3 separate regions of the Zea mays genome follow, and regions 1 and 2 are each linked to region 3. A link is a contact called in public Hi-C data. All regions are on one chromosome and are shown on one strand. Each heading gives the region's core, a stretch centred on a gene start, on an enhancer-like site or on the middle of the called end of the contact. The rest is flanking DNA. Distances are from core to core; before and after follow the strand shown. Region 1 has its middle 3.0 kb from the start of LOC103650776. Region 2 holds the start of LOC100274771. Region 3 holds the start of LOC541699 (NADPH producing dehydrogenase of the oxidative pentose phosphate pathway).

Region 1 (3,391 bases), core at 608-3,107, 950 kb after region 3:
GGAATCCTTGGAATCTTGTGATTAACATGTCCTTCAGCTTCTACCACGAGGTCACTTTACCTAGCCGAAGGGAAGAATACCATGTTTGGGTGACGCTCCTAACCACCATGACAAAGGATTTGGCCATCACTGTTGTGTTGCCGCCATACGAGGATATTGTAGCTTCATAGCTCATCAAGAATTGTTTTGGGTTTGAATGCACATCGTACATTGGCATTTGAGGTGGTTTGTACGAAGGTGGCCAAGGCATTTCCTACATCTCTACAGCCAAGGGGAGCATCATCGTAGATAAAACCATCATAGTTGAAGGCTTCATACCGAAGGTCATTATGAGTGTGACCCTCATGCCGAAGGTCTCTGCAATGGTACTGGTGCTCTTGTTGATTTGTGCCCTGTGTGATGTTGCTCAATTGCTTGATCAATCTGCTTCTGAAGCTCAGAGAGCAGAATCATCTTCTCTTTTTATTTTTCAACTTGTTGCATGATGGTTTCGAGGTTGTGGATCTCCCGATCAAGCACACCATCTTGTGGTGTCGGGCTGATGGCCTTCCTCTTCTGGTTCCATGCCTCTCGAAGGAGTTCTTCTTATCCTTGGTTGGGATCCAAAGGAGTGAGGACAACATCGGTTGTTGTCGTCTTCTTCAGCGACATGATGAAGCTTGTCGTGGTCCTTGTGAGTTCACCGGAGGTGGGCGCCAATGTTGACCACTTGTTCTTGATTCCTTCAAGTATAAAAAACAAGGCAACATAGTAAGATTAAGCTTCATCTTCATCTTTTAGCCCATCCTTCTTTGGGAAGAAGGTTAAGCAAAAATGAAGATGGGATTAAAGTGAATGAAGAAAGCACTAAATTGAATGAAGAAAGCATGAGGATAAATACAAAGCAAATTACATGAGATATGATCATAAGCCACATAATTGGAACTAGAGATTACATTCATATCTTCGGCTCTCGAGGCTTACAAGGAGAAGGAGGAAATACAACTTTGAAGGTGGAGTTATTTGCTTTTTCCCATCCAGCAAATGTCTCTAATGTATGTCATTGTTCCTCTATTTATATGCTCGAGGTACAACTTCAGTAGAATTACATTCATGACCTCAAGCCTATACATTTGAACTGTTAAACTTAATGAGGGTAATGCTGCATTTTTCCCATGCTATCCCGGTGAGCAAACTCTTGAAAACTTCTCGTAGCTTCATCCAGCTTCGTCGATTGCACATATGCATTACTATCCCGAAGCTTGTGGACTTCATACCCGAGTTTATGGTTGTTTCATCTGGAGATGCTTTCGGTATGATACCTATAATATTTAAAATAGGCTAGGAAACAAATGTCAACTTAGTGTTTTGAGAACTTTCAGAAAAAGAAGACCCCTAATAGCGCATAGATAAATTATTTATCGGAGCTAGTTCAAAACACCAACGATATATTATAAATTATGTATTTTAAAAAAATAAAACAAACCTGCTTATCAATTTTTTAAAGTCGTATACGCGATCTGTATCGTTCCGATATTGTATCAGTATTCGTGCTACATAGCTAGCAAATCATATACCTAGTTTTAGAGGGTAATTGTGGTGGCTCTAGATTAGTTTCAAATATATTTTTATTCTAAATAACGAATAAAATGATTTATGTAAATATATTTTAAAATATTTATAACTTTAGATCCGCAATTTTTTTAGAGATTCAAATAATATGCTCCATGGACAATGCCAGTTCTCCTAGCCAAGGAGGCGATTCCACGCGACCATGCCACAGGAGATCCGGTTGGCTGGTGTTGGGTGCGGGCGGGCACCCGGGCAGGGGCAGGCAGATGGGTGAGCCACCCGACCTGCCCGCTGGATTCGGTTGCTCAGGGTCAGAGAGAACCCGTGGCTTTCCCGGAAATCGACGGGGACTGCATGCACCCATCGTCGGCGTGTGGGGGCGCCGGGCGCGAGCGAGGTCAGTGGATCCACAGCGCAGCACCCCGTCAGGTTCACGGAGCCAGGCGCGTGGACTGTCGTCGGTCACTGGTGTTGGTGGTCGCTGAGGACCAACGGCGGGTGATGGGTGACTGGGTCAAGTGCCTGCCTCCGTGCCTCGGAGTCAGCCAAGGCGGAGATGTTCTTCCTCAGCTTCTGCACACGTGTGGCGTGGCCTCTTGCCACAACGTTTAAACAAACATAGTAGTACAAGTCAATTACCGTAGCCTTTTGGCAACCAGCTTTCAAAGTCCCCGTCGATCGGTTTATTCTTTTTTTAGAAAAAATAAACAAATTATTCTCTTTTTTATCACTACGGAGTACTATAGTACACATAGTACAGCTCATGGAGCCTCAGAGCCAAGTGGGTCTGTCTCGTTGGAAGACGCTTGATGTGTCGATGGTAGTGCATTGGCTTGTTAGTCCCCGAGTCATTGATCCACTTGTCAACGTATAGGAGTGGATTTGGGGCCGTCTGGGCCATGGCCCATGGAGAGGAGGCCCAAGCGGCGGCGGCTCACTCTCTCCCCTAGTAGTAGCCCCCCTCGGGCCTCGGGCCTCGCCGCCAAGCCTCGGATGGTATCGCGGCCAGTCACTCCTCCTTCCTTATCCCTCACAGTCCGTCAATCCATTGAGTGCATGTGCCGAGGAAACTTTGCGGCCGCGCTGCTGCTGGCCAATGCCTCGGCGTCTTCCTTCCACAGCCTCGGCGACCACCACCGCCTCCCCTGCTACAGCAACGGCAAATCTGAGTCCGCCTCCGCGCCCGCCACCTCCATCTCGCAGCCGTGGTCTTCGCCGACTACAAGCACCCACCGGGTGTGCCCACCCCTTTCCCACTCCTCTCTTTGCCGCTCGAAACCGACCGTCCCAACCCAAACCAATGGATCTGACTCAGTCCAGTCATGGTAGCTGTTAACTTGGATTTCTTCTTCTTCAGGGTTTACTACTGGGTCCGCTCCCACTGGGTCTGCGCATTAGAGACCGACAAGACTGGGAAATCCAGAGATGCATTTTTCTACCGATTAGCTGATCGACTCGGCGTTCATTGCCTTTGGGATCACATTGTTCGTGTGTTTCTTCTACGTTGCCGTCGTGTCCAAGTTGCTTCCGCCACATCAAAATGGATTCCTGGCTGCCATCTAACCAAGAGAGATGCTTGTTAAGCATGCACTAAACTAGGTGATCCTTGTGCAACAGCGTACAACCCGTGCAAATTATACAAGAAATTCACGCCTTCTTCGTAATTCTGCAGGTATTACTGTCTGCTTGTGCCGTTGATGCTTCCTGTAATAATCGTGGTTGTCTACCTGCACTGGCTCAGCATGAAGATGTTCAAGCACGCATGAAGCAGTCATGCAGCTTCCTTCCGGTTTCAGAATCCTGGTCAAAATCGAGGTTGGTTTGGTTTAGCTGAAAGTGT
Region 2 (3,603 bases), core at 964-3,463, 760 kb before region 3:
GAACCCGGAGCTTGTCTTTGCATTAACCTCTAACAAGGGGGAGAACATGCCTAACGAGCAGACCATTGCGCTTCTGGATACACTGAAGCAGACCGGCCTTAGCCTATCAGAGCTTGTTAACCGTCTGGGGAACGGCGCTGGGCTCCCAAAAGAGCCAGAGCCGGAGCCAGAACCTATTCCCGCTTCGCTTCCGTCACCAACTCCGCCAGACCGTACATCAAGGGTTTGTTTGTCCGCTGGCTTTCCATGTCATACATTGTTCATTGGGAAATTCTGTCTTCCGTTATTCACGTTAGATCATTCTTTGGCAGGCTGTCTGGATACCAGAACACGCAATGCAGGTGAGGGCTGCTCCAACCTTGCATCTGCCAAGCCGGGGGAGTACACCTCCTGTTGCAAATGCCGTGCAACAAGGCTTCTCAAACGTTGTCAGTTCGTTACCCTCACAACCTTACGCCCCTCCAGTCTCGGTCTTGCCGGCACAGATTCAAGCTAACGCACCCCCATCTCTTCCTCTGCTGGCGGTCTCTGTAAACCCGCCAGTCCAACATGTTTCCCCTGTGAATAACCTTCTGAACAGAGCTTCAGTGCATCAGCATGGACAGCAGCAATACGCTTTGTTGTCTGACCCTGTTGCCACGCCCTTGCATCAACAAGCAGCGGGGAGCAAACCAGCTGTAGCAGCACATCCGTCGTTGCCTGAGCCTAATGCATCATCTCACACAGCATTCCCTTGGCAATCTAATGCTGCTGACATGACCCACGCTGGACGGAATGCGACGGCTGATCCATGGGCCGCCGCCCGCGCAGCTAACTCGTATAGTACAGCATCAGCAAGCACAGTGCCGTCTGCTAACCAGAATGCTTACGGCGATCAAGGCAAGCAGGGTGCGTACAGCTCTTATGGATCTTCGGCAGCCTCGTCCCGTCCTGTTGTACCAGGGCACGGGCATGACAGAAATGGCTACAGCCGGTCTGCCCTGGTGGAGTACCCATGGGACGGGCACCACCAGCGGCACTCGAGGTCACCAGATCCTGGCGTGGTCCGGGACTACGACACCGACTATGGCGGTGCGCAGGGCTACAGTCAGCAGCCCCTGACGCAGTGGAGTGCAGGGAAAGTGCAGCAGCAGGGCTACAATCCTGAGCCGTCAAGGCAGTGGAGTTCTTCCCAGGCGCACCAGGGCGGCTACGCACCCGCCGAGCCGTCGAGGCAGTGGAGTTCTTCCCAGGCGCACCAGAGCTACGCTCCCGAGCTACCGAGGCAGTGGAGCTCCGAACGCCGTGGCTACGATGATGCGGAGCCCTCGAGGACATGGAGCTCCGGCCAGCAGAACCCGGAGGCGCCGAGGCAGTGGAGCCGCGGGAAGCAGGATCCTTACTACAGCCCGAGCCATAGCCGAAGATCGTACGATCAGCACCGGAGGAGATAGCAAAAGCTTGCTGTATTACTGCTACCACATTAGCTAGATCCTGGATGGAGGCGGTCGGTTCTTGGGAGGGTTTGTTTCATTTGATTTGATGTGAGGCCGGGTATTCGTTGCATTTGGGCTTTGTGATTGCCACCACAAGGGCCATTGAGAAAAGCTATAGGTTATTATGTATCGATGTAGTTTTTGTCTCGAAATTAAAAAAAAAATGTATCTATCTAGGTAGCTGGAGAGGGGAAAGAAGAAGAAAAAATGAATGAATGAATGATATAACTCAGGGAGGGTCAAGAGGCCCCCCGGCTCGAATTGATTGCAGTCTTGAATGCTGAGTCGAACGGTTGGCCAAATTTGTCGTCTGTGCTCGTGGTTGTCCACTCAAGGTCCGTCAATTCTAGGCGTGGTTGTTTGTGCAAAATCGTAGCGAACTCTAGGGCTGCGGCTTTCTTTCGGTTTCTCTCCAGAGAAAAATAAGCGTGGGTGTTGGGTCCTTGTTGCTTTCTGCCTGATGCTCTCGTGAAATATCTTCGAAAGAGTTGAGCTCGCAGTGCACGCGTGTGAGTGAGAGCGATTCCGACGTGCCGGGCCTACAGTACTGGTTGGTGGCTGAGCGTGGCACACGTGCACGTATGATGGGCAGTCAGACACGGATCGGTCACTCGTGGTCGGGGCGTCTGGCGGCTGCTGCTGGTCGGCGCACATGCGCCCGCGCGCCGACCACACGCGGTCCGGTCTGGTCAGGGACGGGACGCGCGATGTCCCTAAACCCCTCCAGAACACGCGGAAAACCAAACCGATAGCCGAGAGCAAAAGCTCGCCACGGCACGCCAAAATACTCCTCCCCCTCCCCTCATCGTCCTCCTCGGCTCGGCCGGGCTCCTCTGATCCTCTCCCAGTCCGGCAAAATACACCTCCCGCTCTCGCGTCGCGTTCCTGTCCCGTCGTGACAAGCACAAACACGTAGTAGCAGCAAACCGAAGCGACGCGTGCCCGTCCCGCGATGGCCACGGCGGCCGCGGCCAGGCACCAGCACCAGCACCAGCAGCGCCGGGGTGCCCAGCGGGGGCGGCGCCGCGGGAGCGGGATACGGTGCTCGTCGCCGGCGCAGGAGTTCGCGTCGCTGGCCGCGGTGTTCCGGCGGCGGCTGGTGGTCGGGGCCACCACGGCGGCGGCCGCGGCGGTGGGGGCCAACTTCGGCGGCGTCACCAGCTTCCTGCTGGGCCTGTCGCCGGAGCTCGGCCGCTCGCTCCGCCTCGACGTGCTCTACCCCGTCGGCGGCTTCACGCGCTGCCTCGACTCCGACAATGGGTTCGGTAAGCGCCCACCGCCGCCGCCGCCTACGCCTACTCCTCTCTTCCACCTCCCCCTACCCCCCACACATCGTGCTCAGCAGTCTAGTCCTCCCAACTGCCGTCCGCATGTGCTGGTACTGCAAGGCTTCGTTTTCGAAAGTCGAAACAGAGTAGTAGTACCTTGAAATTGAATTCGAGGGCGATTAATTTGCTCGCGATCGTTTTTCAATCTGCTGGGAGAGGAGAGGGCGCGAGGCGTCCCGCCCCGTCCCGTCCCGTCCCCGTCCTTGCTGAGCAGTTGGTTGATTAATTCACTTGAATTGATTGCCTAGTGCTGTTGGTGGTTAGGTACTCGTCATTACAACAAGCTGCACACAGACGCAACGCAACGCATTGAAGTGCTCTCGGTCGCCTTCCTCGTGAGACACATTGGAGAGCCATCGCTCTCAACCTCACAAAACATTTTGTCACGCGCAACCAATGACAGCGTTTCTTATTAGTGCCCAGTTGCTAGCAATTAGCAAAGCAACACGGTCCATCACAGGACAAGAATTGAGAGGGGTCGTTAAACAAAGAGTAGCAATAATCATCAACAGATCGTCTGCTTGGTGTTGCAAAATTGAAGATCTAAACAAAATTACAATAAGCATCAACAGATCACCTACGCTGTCAGCCTGCTGGAGCCTAGAAGGGAGGCGCACAGAGTGGCGCCGCGACGGCTGACGCCTACACGACTGAAGGAGCGGCCGGTAGGCCGGGGCGGGTGCACACCGCTCGTAGTAGAGGTGACGAGTGCCATCAGCCACTAAACTAGTTACGGCCTTACGGGTATCCCACGTTGCTGTCAAGCAGCAACTTTGCGCCCCACCGAAATGTACAGAAAT
Region 3 (3,830 bases), core at 267-2,766:
GCAAGAGCAAGCTGCTACACGTCCTCACATCGGGGATGTCGTCACTGCTCTCTCATATCTTGCTTCTCAGGCATATGACCCAAATGCCCCTGTTCAACACGTCCGGAGCAATTCATCCACCCCCAGGGCCAGAAACCCTGCTGGGTGGAACGGCGACCAGCGCAGCGTGCGCTCGCCTAACCATCATTCTCCAGACCCGCGGCGCAGAGACGCTGCGGGGGCATCCAAGTATGGAGCAGAGGTTAGCAGGACTAGCTCTACCAGCGACTCTGGCCGGCGATCAGGCCTGGATGACATGGACCTGACCGGGTCGCAAGTGGGAAGCCCAGCGCAGACCGGAAGAAGAAGAGAAGCTCCAAGGGGCACCGACAGACAGCGTGCTGTCGCAGAGGCCAGGACATGGGGGGAGAATTCAAGGGAGCGAACAAATGGCCATGGCAGCTTCGACAGCACCCATGAGTGAAGCCGTCAGGTTCTGTTCCAGTCATCATTCCAGAACCCCCACCATGGGTTGAGTCCACTCATTCATCAGCACCAGTCAGATCCGATCTTGGGACATGGCGTCGGTCCAAGTGTCTGTGAATAAGGCTTTTCTTGCCCTCCTGTGGCGAATGCAATTCTCCTGGCGCCCATTCCTTGCCAATGCGACCTGTGTGTGTCATGCCTCTGGCGACTGGGAGCCTCAGGAGGAGCCTGTAGGATTCAGTCAGAGGTAGACAGGTCAGTGAAGAAAGAGGAGGGGCGCGGAGTCACATTGGCGAGTGTTTTGTTTTTTTTGGCGGCTAAATGCTGAGTATGTTCAGCTGCATGTGTCCTTTTTGTGTATGTGTACGTGTAAGACGTGTAATAGCAACCGTGTCAGGTTTGGCTACCTGAGAGGCCTTTGAAGCTTCTGCTGCTGCTTCCTTCCCCTTGGGAATTGGGAGTTCAGAGTTGAAATGTAGGATAGGCGATGTTGTTGAGTACATCAACTGTTTTTACCCTTCCATGTTGTACGGCGACGCTTCCCTGAACAATATGACCATGATGTGCCCCCCTGTCCGCCAATGGCCAATCCGTGTAGGTGCAGACGACTGGTCTCTGCACGCGTCAAGACACCCGGAGGCGGCCGCCGGCATCGCACCATCCCCGAACATGGGTGGCGGCCGCGGCGGCGATTCAGCGCTGACCATACCACAGATCGGGAGCATCTGAACAATTGTGAACGAAAGAAGAAGAAGAGGCCACCATACTGATGACCAGTCGATCACGGCAGAATCTCGCCAAGATCCGAAATCACTGGCTGGTGAGCGGCAGCAGAGCCCAGACGTCAGGTATGTTTGACCCGCGTACCCTACTACCCACCCCGTCGCGGCGGCTGTCTGTGCGGGGCCCGGCGCGTGTGGGTCCACCGCGTTTTTTTTTGAAAGGTCGCGAAGGGGTAGGTGAGCGCACCGCACACCAACGCGATCTGTGCAGCCCTGCAGACTTGGGATTTGGCCATTGGGAAGGGGCAGGTAGTAACGTAGGCTGGCGCTGCAGATCAAAAGGCTCTCGCCTCGGCTTGGCAGTCGGCACTCCCTCTCCACCGCGCTGCAGGGGCGACGCAAGGCCGAGCGCTCCTCGATCCAGATCCAAGGTAACCCCCTCGGCCCCTCCCCCCGCCCGTCTCCCGACTCCCGCAGGCGTCGCGTCGTCCCGTCCTGGATCGGGTTGCGTCGTTTGGTTCGTCGTCTCATCAGGATGCCCTAGTCGACAAATCTGCTGTTACGCCCGGTTCTGCTCGGGAGGACTGGACTGCCTTTTTTGTTTGCTTTTAGTGGTAGCCATGCAAATCGGAACCGCCGTCTCTGGAACCGGAATGGATACACCTAGCCCCATCTCCGAACCTCTTGGGGGGGGGGGGGGGGGGGGGGTAGATTTGTTCTGTAAATTCGGCGACGTTTAAACTAGTTCTTTTGGTTGTTGGGGTTCACCCACCCAGTACGGGAAGCGGAGCTACCTTCGAAATCTCGAACATGCTGCACTTGTCCTGAGTGTTGTGTGTCGGCCATCATTGCCATCGGTCTGCTCTTAGGGCATTACAAGCCCATTTAGTATGGAGTCCTTTAGTCTCTAGAGAACTAATTAAAAAATACAAGAAACGAAGATTCGTCTCTACACGATTCTCTATACCTATTATTTCTTAACTGTATTTGTAATCTAGTAGCTTAGAGTATCTTCAAGAGAGTAGTCAAATGACTCGTTAAGATAAATTTTAGCTATTCAACAGCAAAATAACTCTCCAACAAACTATCTATATAACTCGCTAAGCTATCTGACTTTTTAAATTGGCTTTCTCACTAGCTAAATTTGGCTAGCCACTCTGACTAGCCAAACTAGATAGATAGTCTGTTGGAGTGAGGTGCTACATATAAAACGTAATCTTTATGAAGAAGTAAATAGAGAAGAATCAAATACAGAGCTAAAAATAAAGAGTCCCTTGGAGATGCTCTTAGGATTGTATCATATAGTCTCTTAACTAAGGTTGGATATTAAACCAGCTTGGATCGAATTGGCTCAGCTGAGTTTGAGCTAGCTTGTTAAGGTAATGAGCTAGCTCGGCTCGTTAGTTAGAGAATCAGCTTAATTAGCTCAGTGGCTTGTTTATGAGCTCGAGCTAGCTTGTTTAGCTTGTGATCCACAACAAATAAATCAGTATGCATATAATCAATTGCTAATTAATTCTAGACCAATTTAACACTAGAAAAGAGTAATAATAGTCACAATTTTATATACTACATCAACTCAACAACAAATTAACACAGTTCATCACTTATTATCCAACACAACTGAAAGTTTTATTTTGCTGACAAATGCTAGCTCGTTCGAGCTAACGAGCTGGCTCGTTAACAAATCGAGCTGAGAATGAGATGTTAGTTTAGCTCGTGACAAAATTGAAACGAGCCGAGCAAGCTGACGAGGTACGAGTGTTTTATCTAGCCCTACTCTTTAGCTTGAAAAACCGATCTATGGTCTCAGCGTTGTACATGCCCTTAGCATCAGATCACTGCCTTCGTTTCTTATCTTGTTCACAACAAACCGGTAATGCTCAGGATGAGTGTTCTTGCTCCTCCCGATCCTTCACATGCACGGCCAGAGATCTTTAATGGGTTGTTGGTTTCGAAGAATGCGATGATCCATCATCACCCTGTTCGTTACCGACACGCCTTGTTTGATGAATGGGTTGAGTCGATATGTCGTCACCTCATTCCTCATGTGCGCATAATTAGTACAAATATGAGAGACTGGTGTCATCCCTTCAAAATTCGTAGTATCTGGCCCATGGTGGACTAAATCCATCTAGTATGGGTCTGTCCCTCGTACCAGCGCGTATCCTCTGTTACATTTGGACATGAGGTCTCTGTGACCTGCATTTTGATTCATAGACCTGACGTTCTTGGCGCTTGTGTGTTCAGGTAGGAGATGGCTCTCACGAGAATTGGCCTCGCCGGCCTCGCGGTCATGGGACAGAACCTTGCCCTCAACATCGCGGAGAAAGGGTTCCCCATCTCGGTCTACAACAGGACAACCTCCAAGGTTGATGAGACCGTGCAGCGTGCCAAGGTCGAAGGAAACCTCCCAGTGTTTGGTTTCCACGACCCCGCGTCCTTCGTGAGCTCCATCCAGAAGCCCCGTGTCGTCATCATGCTCGTCAAGGCTGGGGCGCCGGTGGACCAGACCATTGCCACGCTCGCGGCGCACCTTGATCAGGGGGACTGTATCGTCGATGGTGGCAACGAGTGGTACGAGAACACGGAGAGGAGGGAGAAGGCGATGGAGGAGCGCGGGCTCCTATATCTTGGCATGGG

Evidence for each region. A called contact is a pair of places that touch in the nucleus more often than the background predicts.
Region 1: a contact with region 3 is called in a Hi-C map of bundle sheath, with 2.4 times the contacts expected there. The contact joins the enhancer-like site here to the promoter of LOC541699 in region 3. A contact is called at or near these places in 3 of 25 Hi-C or Micro-C datasets (bundle sheath, ear and tassel).
Region 2: a contact with region 3 is called in a Hi-C map of endosperm, with 3 times the contacts expected there. The contact joins the promoter of LOC100274771 here to the promoter of LOC541699 in region 3. A contact is called at or near these places in 3 of 25 Hi-C or Micro-C datasets (endosperm, leaf and tassel).

Annotation. Positions count from the first base shown.
Region 1 is chr3:155,117,752-155,121,142 of Zm-B73-REFERENCE-NAM-5.0, reverse strand. It overlaps the pseudogene LOC118476812. Among protein-coding and RNA genes, the nearest start is that of LOC103650776, 3.0 kb to the right of the region's middle. Within about 2 kb of position 1,857, at least 15 of the 20 cell types and tissues checked have an H3K27ac peak or open chromatin away from gene starts, as enhancers often do. A contact at or near this core is called in bundle sheath, ear and tassel, where this site is marked.
Region 2 is chr3:156,828,280-156,831,882 of Zm-B73-REFERENCE-NAM-5.0, reverse strand. LOC100274771 reads left to right here and starts at 2,213. Exons shown (of 3, transcript NM_001374113.1): 1 at 2,213-2,740. The coding sequence starts at 2,428. It overlaps LOC103650799 (homeobox protein LUMINIDEPENDENS), which reads left to right. Exons shown (of 13, transcript XM_008676368.3): 12 at 1-223; 13 at 312-1,759. The coding sequence ends at 1,433.
Region 3 is chr3:156,070,267-156,074,096 of Zm-B73-REFERENCE-NAM-5.0, reverse strand. It overlaps LOC541699 (NADPH producing dehydrogenase of the oxidative pentose phosphate pathway), which reads left to right and starts at 1,516. Exons shown (of 2, transcript NM_001111440.2): 1 at 1,516-1,618; 2 at 3,438-3,830. The coding sequence starts at 3,445. It overlaps LOC100193908 (Protein kinase superfamily protein), which reads left to right. Exons shown (of 5, transcript NM_001317230.1): 5 at 1-981. The coding sequence ends at 463.